2 separate regions of the Mus musculus genome follow, and region 2 is linked to region 1. The links are chromatin contacts, called in public promoter capture Hi-C maps. All regions are on one chromosome and are shown on one strand. The core of a region is the stretch at or near the end of the contact, and the rest is flanking DNA. Distances in the headings are between cores, read along the strand shown.

Region 1 (6,778 bases), core at 1,382-3,881:
CACCTACATAGGGACTTACAACCATCTGTAACTCTAGCTCCAGGAGATCTGAAACCCTCTTCTGGCTTCTGAAGGCACCAGGCAGACATGTTGTGCAGGCAAAACACCCATACATATAAAATACCAATAGAAACCATCACCTAAGCTACCAGGGAAGGCTTTGGGACACCAGGCTCCAGTACTAGGGTTCAATTCATTCTCTTGCCGAAACCTCCCACATCCCCTAACTATCTGCATACCCCTTGGACTTAAAGAATCAACTTGAGCCAAGTGTTTACCGTATAGCTGCGTCTTGTATAAGACTTTGGGGCAGGTTCTGACATCTGATCATTCACACTCAACATATAGGAGCACAACTGCAAAGTCATTGTCATCAAGGCTAAATGCTGAGCCCAGCATCAGCCTTACCAACCCCTGCTCTCCAGGCCCAGCCTGTGGCAGAGATGGGAGAAGCCATTCAGGGAATGTCTCATGTCTTACCGCCCTCTGACTATCCCTATCCACCAAAGCTCCCAGAAAGGGAAGCCCAGCTCACTCTCTTTCACTTTACATACACACACACACACACACACACACACACACACACACACACACACGGCATCTCCACCTACTCAGCATGCCTGGTATGGGTAAATAGTCTACAGGGATTCCTCAGGTAGTACCTGGGTCTTCCCTCCCTGTCCCAAGAACCACAGATTGACACATGGAGGCCGCCAGAACTCTTGGCTAAACATCTCCTCCCTGGTGGTCACATTTCCCTACAGCAGTAGTTAAATTTCATTCTTGGTCCAGCAGTCCACTACCTCCCAGATCAGTCCATTCTCTCCAGAGCTCCAGAGAGCAGTTCTGAGACCACCCTACACAGCACACAATTGGCCGCCAGCACTAATCCTCTGAGTTCTTGCCCTTGCCCTGCCACTTTAGGATAAATGACTCCTCTCCCACCGCCCAGGTTACAGGAGCCGTCTTGAGGGTACATTTGGGAACAGGGCTGGCCTCGGGGGAGGAGCTAGATGGTTTAGGGGTGCTGGGATGGGAAGATTAAGCTTAGAACTGTGACATCACAGACCTTTCTGGAAAGGAATCTCACTTCTCTCTAGACCACAGCTTCCTTCTGTGAAAGGAATGAGCTGAGCCCCTATATACACTCAGGATTATCTCCTACCCCCAGGCCCCTGCCTCCCTGACTGTGAACTTTACCTGCTTCTGCCTCTATGGGTGCACACACACTCACACACGGGCTATGATTTTAATTTGCTTTATTTAGTTTGCAAGGGAGCAGGTTGTTGCAAGACTGCAGAGGAAAGAGCTGGACCTGTACTCTCCTACAGCCACGGGCTGAAGACAAGAGAGGCTGCAAGTCCATTGGGCAGAGCTCCCTGTAATGAAAGAAGGGAATCATGAGGAAGGACAGTCCTTGTACCCCAAGACCTTGTTTTCCCTTACTCCGCCTCCTCTGGATCCCCCCCTTTCCACACCTGCCTTCAGCTCCAGGGCGCAGAGCAGGGAATCAAGCCAACTGGGGGGCTGGTGCAGGGGGAGAGCTGCACTCCAGGAAGTCCACCTGTGTTCTCCTCCTCGGCTCTCTTCCCATACCTGGGAAGGAAGACAGCTGGGATAAGTATAGTTCTCACTGTCAGTCACCTGCTTTGTATCCCCCACGTAGACGCTTTCCTGCCCACGGCCCATGGATCCAAGCCACTCAGAAGTATTTTTTTCTCAGAGCAGGCATTGAAGAGACTAGGGTTAAAGAGCTCTCTCTCTCTCTCTCTCTCTCTCTCTCTCTCACACACACACACACACACACACACACACACACACACACCACCCTACCTAGGCCTGGTCAGTGTGTTGATGTATCTGCGGAGCTGAGTTTCATATTGTGCCATCTGCTCAGGTGTCGCATAGTCGCCTGGGTACATTGGCTCCAGGGGGGCTCCCCAGGTCCCCTGCAGGGGCTGCAGCAGCAGAGCCACCCAAGTGGATACGAGAAACAGGGAGAGGCAGCAGTATGCGACGGCCATCTAATGAACAAGGAATCGTGGAAGCAGAACACAGCCCATCAGCAGATCCTCCTGTGTCCAAGACCTACCTGCCCAGCCACCACCTACCACACATTTCTTCAAGCCAAGCCTGGGGACAAGGGCAGACCCAGGAGCCACCAGCATCAACCACCTTCCTTCCCTAGAAAACAGGACACCTCCACATACACACCCCTCAAGCCAGCAGCCAGAGTACCCAAGCCTTGGCAACATAAAAAAACAGCAGAAGAACTAGGTATGAAGGCTGGATACACAGGACTTAGGACACTGATGGCTCTGAGGAGGCAGGAGTAGCCAGAGCTGGTGGGAACCACAGGGTGGGGGACACAGAATTAACTTGTAAAGCAAAGGGACAGAAGTCTATGACACGGTGGGTCCTGCTTTCCACTGACAGGTTTGTCCAGATGCAGAGAAAGACCCAAGGAGGACTTTAGGTCCCTTGAGGGATCCAGCCCTACGAAGCACCAATTCCGACCCTCCATCACCAGCCTCAACCCAAGGAGTCCCCAGAGGCAGGACAGAGTGAGCTCACTTACCCTGTGTGCTGAGCTAGTGAGTGTTGGGCCCAGACACCTACCTCCTGCTGGACTGTCTCCCTGTTCATGGCTGTGCCCCTTTATAGTCCTCAGCACCCCCAGAGTCCCCGCCTCCTGTCAGCCTTTCTTGCTGCCAGCCTTTAACCACCACCACCCCCCTTTTGCTCTCTGCCTGGTTTCTGAAACACGGGCACTGTGGCCAGAAACAGGAAAGCACCAGGTCAGCATTCTAGATGTCGGAGGAGCACAGAAGAAAAAACTGGACCATGACAAGGTCTCATGGGGGTCCGTATCCAGCTTTGGACACCAGAAGAGGTTTGATTCATAAATGACAGGATCCTGACATGGTAACCCAAAGGTTCTAGCCACTAGCCTCAGCATGGCCTCCCCAGAGACAACCCCAGTCGCCAATAGGCTTTCCTTGGGGTCTGGATAGAAGCTGAAGCTAGGCTTTACCCCTACCATGAGGGATGGAATTCGGGCCTTCAATCCAGCTAGATCAAGGAAGGGACAGAGATGTCTCACATCCTAAAGCCACTTGGAAGGGAGTGGAGAAAGCCATTTGATGCGTGTATCGAATGCCAGCTTAGGTCCTGTGGGCCAGGGTTCAGAGGCCACAGGGTTCGTGGGGAAGGGACAGTTCCTGGCAGCTGTTTCCTTTCCCAGCACAGAGCTCTGTCCCAGGGGAGTGCTAAAAACCAGCATCACTTATAAGCTTCAAGTTGCCCCCCAAAAAATGCCATGCTGTCGTCCCACTGAACCCCTACAAGGGAACCTATTTAACAGACAAAAAGTGGGGAGACTACCAGAGGAGGGAACGCTTGTCCAAGACTCAGGGTCAGCCTTCACTTCCTCCCCTGAGAGATTCTTCTGGTGCCACTGCGTGACAGGAGAAGCCACTTGTCCCTTTCATGTTCAGTGTCCTTTTCCCAGACAGACCTCCACCCTGCTCAAGCCAAGAGCAGTCACTGGCTCTGTTTATTTTGACCCCTGTGAAGGGAGCAAGGGCCTCTCTCTCTCCCGATGTTCTGCTCTCAGGACAGAACAAGAATCATCACCGCGGGCTCTGGGAACGCAGGAAGTGAGAGGGGAGAAGGTGACAGCAGGCATCTGTCCTGATAAGGTTAGAGGTCAGATAGGCCTAGCTCCAATTGAAGTCCGCGTCACTGCCCTCCTGTTGGGAGCATGATCCAATTAGAGCTCCTAGGGTTCGATTTCTTACTCTGTAAGGTGGGCTCATTGCATCCATCCCCAGACTTGAAGAATCAAAGAGCCTTTTCCTCTCGGCTCTCATTTAAGGTAGCAAGAAGAGCACCAGCCGCTCAAAGTAAGTAGAGTTCATTTCTCAGCGATCCTGGCCCCTTCTCTGGGCTCAGGTTTCCCACTATGCAAAACCAGTGGCTAGTTCCGACTCGAGCCTCATGGCTGCCACCAGGGGGCGCCTGGCTCCGGCGCCGGTTTTAAGGATCCGGGTTTCCAGGGGCTCTAAACCTTGTGTTCTGGATTTTACTCCAGGTAAAAAGACTGTATCCGGGGAATGAGTCTGGTGTGGGAACTATTTACAGTTTGTCACGCAAGTCAACCAGCTTTGCTTGGTCCCAAGAAATCACAGCTGCTCTTCAAATGTCAACCCAATAGATCGAAATGACAGATTCCAGGGTCTCTGCAGGGGTAGTAGTGACAATCCAGGAGGAAGTAGTGCCTGTGCCTTCTAAATATTATGGTCACATCTGGAACACAGAGATAGCTCCTGATAGCCTTTGTGGGCTCCTGAAGTGCTTGCATAGAGCTTCCAGGAAGACACACGTGCTCACCTGCAGATAAACCAAGTCACTAGTGGCTCCTTAGTAGCCACGTGCTCTCTGGACAAGGAAGATAGCTACCGGCCAATGTGATAATGGGGTTAGGAGAACAGTCCAGAAACACGAGGGTGAATGAAGTAGGTGAAGGAAGGAAGGAAGGAAGGAAGGAAGGAAGGAAGGAAGGATGGAAGAAAGGAAGTGCAGAGACCCCAAATACAACCTACACGACAGGCATTTGGCTAGCATCCTGTGCTCTGTCATACCCTTTCCTGGCTCTCTTACCTCAGCCCCTGCTGCTCTTAGAGCACAGGCCAAGAAAGAGTCATTCAGGGCACACGGGGTTTTGTTTGATTCTGTTCAGTAGTGTGTATGGTGTTGGGGGTGGTGAGTATGTGAGGGGCCTGGGGGTGGATATGGGTACAAGTATGTGTAGGTGCATATACATATAGGTGTGTGTGAGAGAGGGTTTGTGTATATGTGGGTGTATGCCCATGTCCTCACCTCAGGTGGTGTTTCTCAAACACCATCCACCTTGTTTTCTGAGTCAGGGTCTCTCACGGGGACCTGGGACTCACGCCGAGGCTGAACGGACCGGCCAGGGAGCTGCAGGGATCCACCTGTCTCACTGCTCTTATGCTGGAATCATACTTATGTACCACTAGGACTGCCTTCCTCCATGAGTGCTGTGGATTCGGGGTCCTTACGCTGGTGGGAAGTACTTTACCAACTGAATTATCTCTCCAGGCCTCTGCTTTATAATTTTTTTTAATATTTATTTATTTATTTTATGCATATGAGCACACTGTGGTTCTTTTCAGACACACCAGAAGAGGGCGTCGGAAGCTGGACGTAGTGGCTCACGCCTCTAATCCCAGCACTGGGGAGGCAGAGGCAGGTGGATTTCTGAGTTCGAGGCCAGCCTGGTCTACAGAGTGAGTTCCAGGACAGCCAGGGCTATACAGAGAAACCCTGTCTCGAAGAAAAAAAAACAAAAGAGCGCATCGCATCGGATCCCTTTACAGATGGTTGGGAGCCACCATGTGGTTGCTGGGAATTGAACTTAGGACCTCTGGAAGAACAGTCAGTGCTTTTAACCGCTGAGCCATCTCTTCGGTGCTCTGCTTTGTAATTTTTGAGGTGCATATCACTATGTAACCCAGGATAGTCTTGAAAGTTGTGATCCTCTTGCCTCAGCCTCCCAAATGTGTCATTGTGCCCAACTTGTACATATGTCTCAGGGACATCAGGAGGGGATGAGGAAGGGGGGGTTCTTCAAAGAGCTCAAAGGCAAAGAAGGCTCAGCCAGCCTTTTATTTACTACTTTTGTAAAGATGAGGTCACTAAAATAGGGAGGAGGCAGGTATAGCCATCCTTCTCCTAGGACTGTACTTCAGATCCTTCCTCAAAAGATCCCTCATAGGTATCGCTTTGGGCTGGCAAGGCATTCAGCAGGACCTGAGTTCAATCCCCAAAACCCACAGCAGAAGGAAAGAACCAACTTCAAAAAGTTGTCCTTTGACCGCCACATGAGTACCATGTTATACATGTGCACACACACACAGAACCAAATCAATATCATAGTACTATGCTGTATGTGAAATAATTAGCTAATGGTCTAACACATAAAGAAGAGCTGTTTGAACCAGGCACGGTGGTACACATCTTTAATTCCAGTACTCAGAAGGCAGAGGAAGGTGGATCTCTGCTGATTCGAGGCCAGCCTGCTCTACCCAGTGAGCTCCAGGACAGTAGAGCTACATAGAGCTCTGTCTCAAAACAAAACTGATATCTGAGGCTTGCTGACTGACAACGCAGGCTTGGTGACTTGAATATGATCCCTCAGGACCCATGTAAAGATTGAACTTTGGGTTGACTACCCAAAGTTGTCCTCTTCACTCCATAGGCTGTGGCACATACATCTTATACAATAAAAATCAATATCAATTTTAAGGAGAACTTTTTGCAAAGTTAATCATTGTTACTATCTTTGTTAACTATTATCATATCTAAGTTTCTTCCTGACCCCTGTATTGAGTAAGCTGATCAGCTCCGGATCACACTCCTGCTCAAAATGCCCCAGAGTAAACCAGAAATGAGGTCACCTCACTAAGAGTTAACTAGACAGGACACTTTATACAAACTGACTGTGGTCGAGAATATGTCTCTCCAGGTCTCTCCTGCATTAGCTTCAAACTGGCCCCAACTTCCCCAGACAGACCAGAAGACAGAGGACCACAGATACCAACATCCAGACACACAGTCCTTACTACTCAACCATACAAGCAGTCACTGCAAGCTTGGAGCAGTAGAGGAACAGGGGACCAGAAAGGGGAATCTTGAGTAACGGGAATGCTGCAAGGAAAGACAACAGAGAGACTAACGCCACCAAAGGGGAACC
Region 2 (6,063 bases), core at 1,447-3,946, 130 kb before region 1:
CTCCTTCCACCCTTCTCTCTTTTTCCAAACCTGCCCTGCGCTTTCGAATCTGTATGGATTATAGGAAGGAGGCACCGGGGAGCAGTGAGATCCCACCCTGGCTTCTCTCTCCCTGTCCTTGGAACCCAGGGATGAAACACTGGAGCTCTGTCACTTACTTTCTTTGTGATCTGTGGGCAGGGTACTTAAAGTTGCTTTTCCCCACATCTGTAAAATAGGTTGCCCCAGGATTCAACGACTTCATCCACTATTACATCGGGCACTACGTGGCACAGAATCAGAATTGGCAGCTTTTGAGATTGGGTTTTTATGTAGCCCAGGCTGGCCTCAAACTGGCTGTGTAGTTAAGGATGGATGGTCTTGAACTTCTCAGCGCCCATCTCCACTTCTCCGGTACTAGGGATCCCACCCAAGGCTTTGTGCCTACTAACCAAACACTCTTCCAGTTTAGCTCCTCATCCCCAGCCCTGCCTGGTAGCCTCTAGCCACACCTGGCTCTGGTCCTTCCTAAGCTCCTTTACCAGCCACTGGGACAGGGGCGGTATCCCAGGAGATGGAGAAAGGAGTGGAGGTTAATTGAAGGTAATAAATCAGGACAGCTGCTGTGGAGGAGCGGGGTAGAAGGGCAGGTGGTAGGGATAAGAATTCATTAGACTTGAAAGCGACCAAAGGCGGCGCGTCCAACCCCCTCATTATCACAGGTCCAGGCTGAGAAAAGAACTTGCCCCAAAGGCAGGGCTGGGCTGCTTGCGGGGGGGGGGCGGGGGGGGCTACCTAGGATGCCAGGGCTCTCTGGCTCCCGCAAGGGTGAAAGTGATCTGTTATAGGACCCCAGGTGGGGGCGGGGCGGTGGCGAGTAGAGGGCCTTTCGCTCTTCACTCGCGACTTGGGTCGGAGTTCTGACCCAAAACCTATAGCTTTTGCTACCACAAGCATTTGTTTAGCACCTGCTGTATACCAGACTCTCTTGTTCTGTGTACCTTGAGCTGGTTACTCAAGGGTGGCTGGATCTGACTTAGAGTCTGTTCTCCGGGGAAGGAGATTGGGTTGGATGCCCAGCCATATCTTCTAGGTCTGATGCCTGCCCTCCTCTCTTGGACATGCTCTATCTCCTACCATGAGCTTAGATGGATGGGAGGCTTTTAACTAATCCATGTGTGGGTCCTGTCTACCTCCAAAAGTTCCATGGTGTCAGGATCAATATGACATAAAAGGAAAAAAAAAATCCCAGTACCAAAGCCAGAGGGGCAGAGGCCAGGATGCACCTTCACGGGGGGGGGGGGGGCACAACAGGGGGGAGGTGTAGGCCTTGCCACCCTTCTGTGGCTGGCTTAATTTACTCACCCCTGCAGAGGTGGTATGTGGGGGAGGCCTGTTTGCCCAGGGAAGGACTAGTTTTGGGGCTTTCCAAGAATAGTGCCCTTAGGTCAAGCACTTCCTCTGCAAAAACGTGACTGCATTGCATGCTCCTTTGGGGTGGCCCTTTCCTCCACATCCCTTACTGGCTAGGAGACAGGAGGGACAGCATGTGGTGGCAAGCTGGAAAATGAGCTCTCCTCCCACACAAATGGTGACCAGCAAGGTCATTTCTCTGGAGTGTCCCTCCAGCTGCCACCCCACCCCATTCATTGCTGCTAGTTCCGTGCGTGATACCCCCACCCCCACCCCAGGCATCTCTCTGTGCTGGCTCTGCCTCCACAGTTTCTGCTGTCCTCAGGAATGAGGCAAAGCTGGGGTCAGGGTGCAAGCTCAGGGCAAGTGGTGCCACCTGTGCTCATACAGGGGACATTTCACTCAGCTGCCCCTCATGTCACATGCCACCTACAAACCCTGTTCTTTTAATGCTAACCCTCTGGGCTCATTGAGCAGACCCTGGGCAAGGGGGAACTAAAGGGATTCCTCCTGGCTTCAGGTTCCCACCCAAACCCAATCTAGGGTTGCCTTGCATCTGGATCAAACCAGCTTCCAGTCTCAGCTCTTCTTACTCCCAGGTGACTTTATCTCAGGAGCCTCTCGGTTTCTCCATCTTCAAGCTGGGGCCTTCTTTACCTCATGTGGTGGTCATGTGGGATATAGTACAGCCATGGATGGCATCTGGCATCCAGCCTCACCATATCACTTCCCCACTGGTCAGCAGCTAGATCTGACCTGTGTCCTCATCCTTAGGAGGAGATTCTCTGGACCATCATACAAGCCCATGCCCGTGTTAATGCCAGCTTCGGCTGACCTCAGCCTCCACCCTGCCTTGGGTGCTCTCTACCAGCCCCCCAATGCTGCCCTCCAGGTTCTAATGCTGTGCTAGTATTCTTCCAGGCAAATGTGTCCCTGCCCTGATGTAGCAGAGGCTAGCCACCCACACAAACCTCTGAAGAAGATGCTAAAACCACCCCAGTCACCTCCCAGGACCCCCCCCCCCACTAATGTGCTTCTTCATCCCGTACCTTTGGCGTCATAGGGATGGTGGGGAGGTCTGCCTCCATTCTCCGCCCGGTTCATGGTCTGGTTGTTCTCAGGAGGAGGCTCGGGGTACTCTCCAAGCCCTGGGATGACCTCTGTGGCATCATTCCTGAAGGCTTGCCACCCCTGGCCCTCCACAGCACAGAAGGCAGCGTGCACAAGTAGGCAGATGAGGCACGGGGCTAGTGAGGGCTGCATGCTGCCAGGTGGAGGAGGGCACTCGGTAGCACAGGCTCCAGTGTCCAGCCTAGATACGGTTGCCTTTTTAAAGCCCCCTCTGCCTCATGCCAGCCAATAAGGACGGGCTGGAGCAGGGCTGGTCCCATGTTTCCTCACCCTCCTCCTCACGGGGGTGGGGTGGGGGGGGTGGAGAAGGGGTGTGCTTAGCGTCAGCCCTCCCAAGACTTCTCAAGCTCAGTAAACTTCCAAATTGCTGCTGGCACCTCCCAGGTGACCCGAGGAGTGTGTGTTGGGGGGGGGGGCGTTGGTGAGGCAGGGACACAGCCAGCTCTCCCAGTACCTCCCACGGGCAGGGCAGTCAGGCTGTGGTTTTCAGATATCAAAATGAGCTTGGCTTTTAATTGTCTGGCTCCCTGGGCCCCTCAGGCATTCTCAAAACAAACTGTGGGCCAGCTTAACAAAGGAAACAAGTGGGGCTTCTACAGAAGGCGGAATCCAGCTTGACCAAATTCCTCTAGCCAAGGTCATTTGTTACCCCTGCCAGCTAATGGTCTTAGTTAAAGGTGTTTGCTCCCCCCACCCACCCAGAGGCAGAAGGATGCCTTTTTGGGGGGTTGGGGGCAGATTCTGGGGACTCTAACCTAGGGTCTCACGCTTGCTGTGCAAGCACCCTACTATTGAAGTATGACCCAGCCCTGGGAAGGATGCCTTTAAAGGAATCCCATTGACCCCAGCTCCACATTGCTCAGCACCTACAATTCTGACCAAGGAGATCTCTCTTGAATTTCTCTTCAAAACCAGTGGGAGAGGCAACCACCAGGCAAGAGGGACCTGGGCTCCATTACATGTGATTCTTAGCCAGGGAACTCATGGTGACTTATAGGCTGGTGTGCCAAAGGCAGTTCCTTCCCTGGCCAGGCTTCTTGCGGCCAACACAGAATTTCATTTCTTAGCAAAAAATCATTTCCCTCATTATTTCTTAGCTTATTACATTACCCCCCCCCCCGTGTGTCTGTGTGGGTGCATGGGAGACCTGAGGAGGTGTCTTTCTCAGTCATTCTCCCAAGTTATTCCCTGAGACAGGATCTCTGACTGAGACATTTAGGTTAGGCTGGCTAGCTGGCCAGTAAGCCCCCAGAATCCACCTGCCTTTCCCCTCAACTCTGAGGTTAGAAGGTTATTTTTCCACATGGTTGCTGGGGATTCGAACTCATGTCTTCATGCTTGTACAGCAAGCACTCTTACCATATCATCTCCCCAGCCTCTTATGGTATCACAAACAGCTCTGGGTCCTAGATGTAAGATCCAAGGGATGGATATATATATATAAATCAGAAAGCCATCTCAGGTCTATCTAAGCACAAAGAAATCCAATGCTCAGCCTGCAGTAGCAGGAGGGCCATGCCACAGGGAGAAGGAGAGGAGGGAGGGTTCACACCTGAGGTGCAAAAGGAGGAGGGGCTGGCGGAAGCTGCACTGAGACAGAAGGTTGGAGGACTCCCCAGCCCTGGAGGAAGACTGGGAAGGAGGCTGTGGTCCGCCTAGCCCGCTGTGGTATGCTAACTGGGTAATGAATCAGTGTCGTCCACCTGCAGAGCTTCTGCAAGGCTCTGCCACCTGCCTCGACTTGTAAGTGGCCGGTCCATCTGTGGCGATCTGCCTGGGTCCTCCTTTTCATCTTCTGTCACCCACACATCAATGCAGCTGCTCTGACAGCTTTACAAGGCAGACAGAAGTCCCCTCAGGAAGGGGACTCTGATACCTGCTTCCTAAGTCAGTTTCCTTCGGGGCAGACAAAACCAGCTGTGGCCATTGTTGGGGGTGATCTATCTCTCCTACCAGAGCTGTGAAGTTGTTAGAAGCTGGCCCTTTTGTCTGTGACCTCCAGTCTCCTTTTCCCCTGCTCTGGAATGTGGACTGTTAACCCTGTCTGGGCCAGAAAGCTTTCCTATTGCTCCAGACTTGGGAGAGGGCAGCTCCTGGGCCCGGGATTCTGTGAGCACCATAATGGTTCTCACAGCACCACCTGCTGATGGGAGATTATGCTGGCCACCTTAATGATGCGATCTGTCCTTGGAACACTTCCGCCACCTGCTGGACGTAACAGGAAAAATCAAGCGAGCAGAGAGTGGCCAGGCTCTAGATTTTGTTTATTTGTTATTTTATCTGTAATTGAAGTAGTGTCAACAAGAAAAAGGGTATACAGAGAAACTGAGCTTACCAGCCTATCTCTCTGGACCCTCCTCGGCCCATGGGTAGCCCTGCCTTTTCACAGGATGGCTCGTGGTGCCTGCCGTCGTGCCTGCCTTCTGTTTGGGGGCCTGGTTTGCTCGGTTTGGCTTTTTTTTTTTTTTTTTTTTTTAAGATTTATTTATTATATGTAAGTACACTGTAGCTGTCTTCAGACACACCAGAAGAGGGCATCATATCTCGTTACAGATGGTTGTGAGCCACCATGTGGTTGCTGGGATTTGAACTCTGGACCTTCGGAAGAGCAGTCGGGTGCTCTTACCCACTGAGCCATCTCACCAGCCCCTTGGTTTGGCTTTTGTTGTTTTCTTTTTTTCTTTTTCTTCATTTGAGGTTAAGTCAGTAATCGATGCTTTTACTCAACACAAAACCCTTATCATTTCCCAAGGTTAAGCTGCAGTCAAGCCCCAGGGTCTCAGTGGATCCCTATTGACTGCAGTTTAGATATTTCTGTCCCCCACCCCCACCCCCACCCCATGCTCTCAGCGAGGCCGCTCACTATAAACACTCTTGTGTGACATAATGGGTTTGCTGTTTGGTTTGGTTTGGGGACGACGGTCTTGCTGTACAGCCCCAGATACCTTCAAACTCGCCATCCTCTTGCTCCAGCTTTCCAAGTGCCCGTGGCTATAGGTGCACACCACCACACCTGGATAGGTTTTTTGTTTTTTAATTCTTCTTTTTTTTTAATATTTTGAGATAATTGTAATAGACAGTTCTTGAAATAATTCGGAGGGATTTTATGATCTCCCTACCCATTTCCCCTCCACAGCTCACCAAAGATGCCAGTCCAGCACCACAGCCAGGACGTGCAGTGCGCCGACGCCGACACACTCACATCCATCCTTACTTACCTAGGGCTCTCTCATGATGCCTGCGGCACGTGCTCATGCATCCGCTTCTACACGACCTTACCACGAGACTCGCCTGTCCGCCTTTGGCCCCAAGGATCTGCCCTGATGTCTTTTTTCATTATTTCTTTATTAAAGTTTTTGAAACAGGGTCTCATGCACCACAGGCTAGCTGAGGGCTAACCTTGATCACCTCCCGGAGGTGGAGATTAGAGGTAGCTGTCACCACAGCCCGTTCTTTCTGTCGCTTTTTGATGGAGTTGTCCACATGTCTCACTCACCCCAGCTCTCAGCTCACAGCAACCACTCATCTAACCTTGATTTA

The links. Capture Hi-C pulls out chosen DNA fragments and counts their contacts.
Region 2: a promoter capture Hi-C map of liver shows a contact between it and region 1. The contact joins the promoter of Sost here to the promoter of Ppy in region 1. A contact is called at or near these places in 7 of 39 promoter capture datasets (the 3T3-L1 cell line, cranial neural crest, embryonic stem cells and 3 more), 1 of 484 Hi-C or Micro-C datasets (forebrain), 2 of 115 datasets of contacts at active chromatin or transcription factors (embryonic stem cells and pancreatic cancer cells) and 2 of 9 other capture datasets (liver and pancreatic islet).

What each region holds. Positions count from the first base shown.
Region 1 is chr11:102,098,688-102,105,465 of GRCm38.p6, forward strand. Ppy (pancreatic polypeptide) reads right to left here and starts at 2,632. Exons shown (of 4, transcript NM_008918.2): 1 at 2,579-2,632; 2 at 1,834-2,024; 3 at 1,479-1,596; 4 at 1,244-1,379. The coding sequence starts at 2,024. The coding sequence ends at 1,485.
Region 2 is chr11:101,964,319-101,970,381 of GRCm38.p6, forward strand. Sost (sclerostin) reads right to left here and starts at 2,697. Exons shown (of 2, transcript NM_024449.6): 1 at 2,442-2,697. The coding sequence starts at 2,655.